Regions from separate parts of the Danio rerio genome. Here region 1 is linked to region 2. Evidence: chromatin contacts called from public Micro-C data. All regions are on one chromosome and are shown on one strand. The core of a region is the stretch at or near the end of the contact, and the rest is flanking DNA. Distances in the headings are between cores, read along the strand shown. Region 1 overlaps plcl1 (phospholipase C like 1). Region 2 holds the start of plcl1 (phospholipase C like 1).

What was found. Hi-C and Micro-C count contacts between places; a contact is called where the count stands out from the background.
Region 1: a Micro-C map of caudal fin shows a contact between it and region 2, with 8 times the contacts expected there. The contact joins the enhancer-like site here to the promoter of plcl1 in region 2. A contact is called at or near these places in 4 of 18 Hi-C or Micro-C datasets (caudal fin, embryo and an unstated tissue) and 2 of 4 datasets of contacts at active chromatin or transcription factors (caudal fin and embryo).

The regions. Positions count from the first base shown.
Region 1 is chr9:34,119,210-34,123,284 of GRCz12tu, reverse strand. It overlaps plcl1 (phospholipase C like 1), which reads right to left. Exons shown (of 8, transcript XM_001921763.9): 4 at 1,149-1,511. Among named protein-coding and RNA genes, the nearest start is that of plcl1, 83 kb to the right of the region's middle. Within about 2 kb of position 1,469, at least 2 of the 62 cell types and tissues checked have an H3K27ac peak or open chromatin away from gene starts, as enhancers often do. A contact at or near this core is called in caudal fin, where this site is marked.
Region 2 is chr9:34,035,505-34,039,931 of GRCz12tu, reverse strand. It overlaps plcl1 (phospholipase C like 1), which reads right to left and starts at 1,745. Exons shown (of 8, transcript XM_001921763.9): 1 at 1,029-1,745. The coding sequence starts at 1,202.

The DNA.
Region 1 (4,075 bases), core at 220-2,719, 84 kb before region 2:
TGTAAAATAATATATTTATAAATAAAATAGGATATTAAAATGAATAGAATATTGAAATATAATTATTTGAAATTATATATATATATATATATATATATATATATATATATATATATATATATATATATATATATATATATATATATATATATATATATATATATATATAAAATAGACAAAATTTACTTAGTGACATGTTGTTCCAAACCTATAAAACATTGGCAGTCTTCAAAAATTAAATGGCACATCCATTTTTAATAGAGCAATCCATTGTTGGTCCAGGTAATCATTCTTTAGAATATTTGAAAAGGTTATGAAGGCATTGTTTGAGTATCCATACCAAATGGGCTTTATTTATCTACATACAATTAAAATCAGTATTATTGGCCCTCCTGAATTATTAACTCCCCTGTATATCTTTCCCCCAATTTCTGTTTAACGGAAAAAGATTTTCTTTCTAAACATAAGAGTTTTGATAACTAGGTAAGTTAGGCGCGCAGGCAATTGCCTTTCACACTGACTGCGTCTGCAGTGCACAGCTCATGGGCAGCTGCATGTTCTCCCCGTGGTGGCGTGGGTTTACTCCGGGTGCTCCGGTTTCCCCTACAAGTCCAAAGACATGCGATATAGATGAATTTGGTAAGCTAAATTGTCTGTAGTGTATGAGTGTGGATGAGACTGTATGGGTGTTTCCCAGTGATGGGTTGCAGCTGGAAGGGCAAGCGCTGCGTAAAACATGTGCTAGGTAAGTTGGCGGTTCATTCTGCTGTGGCGACACCTGATTAATAAAGGGACTAAGCCAAAAAGAAAATGAAAGAATGAATGAATGAATGAATGAATGAATGGATTTATTTTATGAAGACTTACTGAATCAAATCTGAACATGGCTCAGTCTTATGGCCCTAAAATGTTCAATGAGCGTTTTCACTTCTTGGTGAACTAACCCTTAAACCAGCTACACTTCCTTGACTCCTTGACCACACAGCATCACATGGAAAAAGCATTCCCACTAATCAGCATAATCCAAACTGAACCTAAATGGAAATTCCTTCTTGTCTAACCTGGTATTTTCAGCAGGGTGCAGCTGGCAATTACTCAAGTCAAATTGCTAGTATTACTGTTGTCTGAACATGCACCACCTTACTTACCATTGCATCCTCCCGCAGGTCTGTAGCCTCTCGCAGAGGCCCACTGGCAGGCCGGAAAGTGTCATCCAGCACTTTGATGCCTGTGTTACGCAGGGTGACATACTCTCGTCCCCGCCGCACACCTCTGCGGACGGACAGACCCCGTCTCTGAGCCTTTCCTCCACCTCTGCGGTTGGTGATGGCGATGTGTATGAACAGGCTGGCATGGGGCAAAGGGTCTCCAGCGAGGCCCAGCAAGGGCACATTTCTGTAACCGGGCTGTAGACACTCAAACGCGATGGTGTACTGGCCAATGAAGTCATCGCCTATATAATCATCATCCAGAACAACGAAACGCAGCAGGGCTAGTTCAGGCATGTTCACCTGGAAGGAGAAAACAGTGAGTGTATTTGTGTGCAACAACTACTACACAAGCAGACATAAAGACAATTAAACTCTAGGGTGTGTAAAAAGACCCTCTGAAATATGAAGCATGCAAACTGTATAACACCACAGAATATGATAGCTAAAACACCATTTGCATGAATCTATTTAAATATGAAAATACTTAGCATGCATGCACACACAACATCACTTGAGCACCTGGTTATGTAGGACAAACTCGCACATAAATTAGCAAGGACGCTATTAAAATCATACATCTTGAGGAGCATTGATATAACCGTGGAACTGTTACAAAATGATAATGTAGCTTAATAGTATTTGAATTTCATTGCTTCTCTTGTGACAGAAAAAATTTTTATATATGTAATTAGGTCATTTGAATATCTCCAACAAAACATAGAGTACAGTCTTTCATTAAGATGTGTGTGTCTAAGCATATTCATGATATGTAGGTGATATTCATGTGTGTATACAGTACAGGGCCAAAAGCATGCACTAACATACACAAGCAAAACAAGTGAGACAAAAAAATAGTTATGTCACTCTGACTATGCATATTCATACTAAACAAATGCAGAGAGAAAATCTGGCAGGAAAACAGACAACAAAGATAAAATGCCTGAGCTGGTAGAAAACACCCACACAGGCGCCTGGACAGAACTCTGAACAACAGAAAATAGTTCACGGCAGGTTTGCAGCATCTCAGAACAACATGTTTGTATACATGGATGCTCCAATTTAATCAAGTCCACAAACTAAAGTTTAGCAAAATATTACCATGATTTCAGACATGTGCCATTGTAAGACTACATGTTGAGACTATGATTTCATGCTAAAACCCAAATAAGTAAATATTATGACATATAAAGATCACTGTACTTTGATTGAGTATCACTCTTTAAAAGATATTAAAGTTACATAAGTGACATAAATATGTTAAAGTGACATTTTTTTTTACCTTTTAACTGTCTCTGTACCCATACACTACCTGACAAAAGTCTTGTCGCCTATCCAAGTTTTACGAACAACCCAGACATGCTCAATAATGTTCATATCTTTTGACTGGGCTGGCCAATCCCGGAGCACCTTGACCTTCTTTGCCTTTGAGAACTTTGATGTGAAGGCTGAAGTTTGCACTCTGCAGATCTCTTGCATGGCCCCATACCGAGTTTAACCCAAAATCATAATTTTTCCTTTACCAAACTTGACTTATTTTTGTGAGAATCTTGGGTCCATGCAGGTTCCAAAAGGTCTTCAGCAGAATTTGTGACGATTGGGATGCAGTTTAACAGATAATTTATCAGAAACTACCTTCTGCCACTTTTCTGAATGATCAACTAAAAGTAAAGTTATTATTTCTTGCTCTTACAACTGGGATCAACAACAAGATTTTTTGTCAGGTAACCTACATTATGCAGTATTTTTTTTTTAGATATGTAAACCTGAACTTATCTTGATAAAATCTGTATAAGCATATATCATACATCATGTTGAACCTAACAAATGGGGTGACAGTTAAAGGGATTGTTCACCCAAAAATTTAAATTCTTTCATCATTTACTCATCCTCCACTTGTTCCGAACCTGTTTGAGTTTCTTTCTTCTGTTGAACACAAAAGAAGATATTTTGAAGAATGTTGGAAAGCAGCAGCCATTGACTTCTATAGCATTTATGCTCCTACTATGGAAATCAATGGCTGCAGATCTCTAACATTCTTCAGAAAAACTTCTTTTGGGTTCAACAATTTACTTCAGTATGAGTTAATGGTAAGAATTCTTTTGGGTGAACTTTACCTTTAAGGGGTTAAGTTACAGGATACGAAATAAATGTTTAAAAAGCAATGAAATGCAGTGCATCATACACCATTCAACCTACTGGCATGATGTACAGCGATAATGCCATTTCATTCAGTTTTATTTTTTAAACATTAAGTAATTTATTACTCTACAACAGGCCTCCGTGTTTATATCCAAACTGCAAACTTGTATCCCCTTATTTCACTAATAACTGTATGATACTACTGAATGTGGGTGAAAAGACCTATTCATGATAAACCTACTGTATACATGACATCTGTGCTCACTGTAAGATTGAAATGTTTTGCTCTTATTGTACTTTCATAACAGATGTAGAAAAATTGTCATCATTTCTGAACAACATCAAGAACAATTTTAAAATACTGTAACTATAATACTTTAACAACTTTAATATAATTATATAAAGGAAACTGCAGCTGTTCGATTGTTAATATCATCACAAAATGCTTTATTTTTTTACCATCTATAATCTTCCACAGCTGACTATAAGTGTGCTTTCACATCTGTGGTTCAGTTCATTTGGTCCAGACCGAGGGCAATACATGATACATTGTAGCTTTTTGGCTCCTTTTCACAGCACACTGATTGCTTTGGTCTGAACCAGCTGAAAAGAATCAAAATGCAGTCTTGTGACAAAATCCACATCACTCATTGGCCAGATGTTATTTAACGTTTTTCCTAAACTGCTTTTTGATTGGTCAGAATTAACGTGCGGGAAAATGCCAA
Region 2 (4,427 bases), core at 496-2,995:
GAGCTGGAAAAGAAAGAAGTGTTGAATTGTTTGACAAAATGGTACTTCTGTTTATCCTTGATGTTGAATGTAATAGTTGTAAAACAGCATCAGCTTATGCTTGAGCCTGCGACCATGCAGTTGTAATTATGCTGTATGTCAGGAAACTGGTGCTCCAGACTGTCATAAACATGCTCAGGAAGACCTTCTGCTGAGGTTGTCGGTTAAATATAATAATGAAGTAATGCTCAGTTTCTTATACAGACCTATCAATTTATTTTCATCGAGGCTTAATGTATCATCAGGAGCCACGGGAATTTATTTTGCTTTGCCAGTTTATATACTTTTAACTCTTAATTGTACTTCATGTAATTACCAAAGACTATTGTTAAAAATCTGTTTTAATGCTCTACTGAAGATTAAAAAAGGTCACCTATACTGCTTTGATGGCCTGATGTTTCACTTTTCGTTAACTAAGCTTAAAAAGCTAATAATACAATTAACTATAGTTAGCACTGCAAAATAAATAGCATAATTTTAATAATCTAAAAGGACATCATATACTGTATATTTACTCAATCTCTACTTTGCCACAAATTACTTTGTATTTACTTACATCTGGCCAGATGTCAGTGACTGTGGACAGATTGAATTGCATTCTCTCATTCTCAACATTTATTAAATGACTGTTTATTTGTACGAAAGGCAGTTTTTGTGCAGCGTTATGTTGCCACTTAATGCAATAAATGGCTCCTTAAACAAAACCAGCTGTGAACCACTGGGCTACACCACCCTGATGCATCAGTAATTTAGGCTGGTAAGTAAAAGGTTGTCACAGGTTTACTATTACATCCTTGATCAAGTCACAGAGCCCCAGGCAACTCCTGAACCTGTCATAACCTGTATGAACTCCAAGGACACAGGCTGTTGTTTACAAGATTCTCACTCTCTTCCACAACAGACATTCGTGATTTAGTTTCATTTAAACTGACCGAGTATCATTCACACCCCCAAACTCTTGACAACTCTTGGCGTGTTTCTGCTACTACCTTAATGATGCTGCTCCTCCTCGGTGCCGCTTTCACCGACTCCAGAAGCGCCGCCTCGTCGCGCTCCACCAGCGGCACGGCGACTCCACTCCGCCGGCCTGATCGAAGCGCTCTCGGTGGGATGAAGTCCGGAGCTCCATCCCCGCACACCCCGTCCTCGTAAGACTCCGACATCTTCAGGATCAGTTGGTTAGGAAATCAATATAACTTACTCTTATATGCACTTATTTCAACCCAAGAACATCCACATCCAACTCTTGCGTCTTTGGGAAGCTCCGGTAGTCCAAATTCTAACTTAAATGCGCAGACTGTATGGCAGGTTGAGAATGGACCTCGTTCCTTGAGCCCATCCTAAAGCAACTTTTGCCAGTCAAACAGCTCGAAGAAGAAATCGTACGTATAATAACTGGCTCATGAATCATTCTCTTGCGCAAGAGGACACTTGCATCACCGCGCAACAAGTTAAAAAGCACCGCCGCTTCTTAACTTCACTCACTGATCCAAACAAACTGAACGTAACACGTGCAAAAATGCACATTTGTTCAATGATGAGCGGGAGAACGGAGGGATTGCGGGTCACAAAATATTATCGGGCATCAAAACAACCCCAGACGTGCGCGTTCTGTGTCAGCATGATGGAAAAGAAACGCCGGAGTATTTGGTTGTGGATGTTGTTCGCCTCACCTTCACCGTGTATTTGTTTGGTTAGTGAAGAATGAGGAACGCTACTGACACTGGCACAACCTCATAGGTCCGCTAACCCCGCCCCTCGCGTCCGTAAGCTCGTGACTGACAGGCGCCGCGACCAATCGGACGCTCTCGAATTTCCATAAAACCCAATCGCTCATCTTTCAAAGAGGAGGAGCTTTGCGTACGAGCCTCAGGAATGCAACTCTTTTGGGTTTACCAGATGTTTGGGAGCAGGGAAGTTTGGGGTATCACTTTTCCGAAGTAGCCTGTTTGGGGACTATTAAAAGGGATAGTTAGATAACGCTGAAATTGTAAACATAAACCTAGAAAATTAATAACAATGCTTTAATATTCAATCATAATAACGTGTCAATGGTACTAAAATATCACAACTGAGCAGATACATGACTAATAACATAACATATGCAAACATAAAATATAAAATAGGATCAAAGTTTTTAAAAATTCTCTATTATTCATGAATACAGAGAAACAAAACAAACATTTCCTTAAAAATACATATCCACAATAACAATTTCTCCAGTATGAATAAGCAGTTCACTCCAAAAATGACTTTTGTTGCTTGTTATTGTTAAACTACTCATTTTTATATGAGTTAAAACAACACAATTATTTAGTGTTTTTAGGGTGGGACAACTTAATTGTCTTATGTTCAATCCACTTACATTTGTAAAAACTATTAAGTTAACTTTATCGATTTGTGCTGGGACAACATGAAGGAGTTGTGTGTAACTCAGCATTTTTAAAGTGTACGTAATATAAAAATGTATAAAATACTAGAAGTATCCAAAGTCTAAAGTTAAAGTGAGAATTTGTTTTAGTCATTGCTAGTCCCTGACAAAATGGTTCCAGCAAGTATAAGTCTCCTTTATTAGATATGGCCTGTTTACAGAAGACAGAGAGCAGGATCACAGTGAGACGAGGCCTCTAACACTTACATGATGAATGTGATCCTAAATGATACCTCGATGTGTCTTCTGCATGAGTGTAAAAGTCACACAGAAATGCAGAGTCAAAGAACATTGAGGAAAGCTTGTGACGAGCCAAATAATGTCCCAGGAGAATGAAGGCTCGCTTGAGATGCAAGCCTTCTGTGAAAAGTCGAGTAAACCCGAGGGTCATTAGCATAAAGGTAAAACCTCTGACACTATCATGCAGATTTTCCCCTGGCGTTATGTTGCCACGGTTAAACTAAACCCCGTCTATGAGAACAGTCATTAAGAAGAACTTAAATATACACTTTAAGACTGATTAGTGTTTTAAAGTAATACTTTGCTTTGCCACACCTTAAATGTTGAGCACAAAGGGTTATTAAATGGAAACTTGTGACAACACTGTAAAAGAGGAGGCCAGTTTTAGTCCACCCGTTCAGTCAAAAGTAGACAGTTGGTGTAAGATTTTGAACATGCCTGTTCAAGTTAACAGTTTATAGGGCAAAATAGTTTGAAAAACCAAAGCAAGTCTTCATCCAACTCCACAATATTCATGATTTTTATTGTTAATTACCTCACATAAAATGTGGAAGTGTTTACTTAATTCCACTGTAAAAAAAAAAAAAAATCCAGGGTTCCACACAATTTTTTTATGTTGTCCAAACACAAATCAATTAAGTTAACTTAATTGTTAGATACACTGTAAAAAGTGATGAGTAAACCAATTGCCTTAAAAGCAACAAGTTGACTTGTTAGAGTTGAGTTGAGTTGTTAGATACACTGTAAAAAATAATGTAGTAAACCAATTGTAATGTGATACTATTAAGTTGACTTCATTTTTATAATTATGCTAATTGTACTTACTTTTTTAAGTCAACTAATCCTTTTTTACTGTGTCAGGCTATTTTAGTCTGGTTTTTAAACAATTACTGTAATTATCACAATATTACATATTTGGTGGTTCATTAAGTCTATAAAATCTACAATTAGCCTGTATTGAATTTACTGGAGTCTGGAAGAGCAGATTTATTGTATGTCAATTTACTAGATACAGAAAAGCTAGGGGGGGGGGGGTAACCATTGCAAGTTGCAATGGGTTTGTAAAGTCAACGTGTTGCTTTTAAGGCGATTGGTTTACTCGCTTTAAGTAACTAATCACTTTTTACAGTGTATGATATCACAGTGTGGTTTGGCAACCTATATGTACAGTGTAAATATAAGTTGATGCATCTCTAAAAGACAGGATGGAAAATTGTTGGGCATGATGAATATTTTAATCCTCAGGTTTTATTTGGGAATTGTGTCCTTGAATGCAGGTGGAATGCAGCGGATGCCCTTCCAGCCGCAACCCATCTCTGGGAAACATCCACACACACACTCATACACTACGGACAATTTTAGCCTATACCCGATTCACCTGTACCGCATGTCTTTGGACTGTGGGGGAAACTGGAGCACCCGGAGGAAACCCACGCGAACGCAGGGAGAACATGCAAACTCCACAAAGAAACATCAACTGAGCCGAGGATCGAGCAACCCAGCGACCTTCTTGCTGTGAGGCGAACGTGCCCACTGCGTCACTGTGTCGCTACTACTTTTACACTACTAATTGTTTTTACAAATGTAAGTGGATTGAACATACAATTGTGTTGATTTAGCTTATTTTAAATAAGTAGTTTGAACAAGCAGCAAGAATATTTTTTGAGTATACCTGTGGGAAAAAAAAATATCCCATACAGTTTTCAAATATATGTTT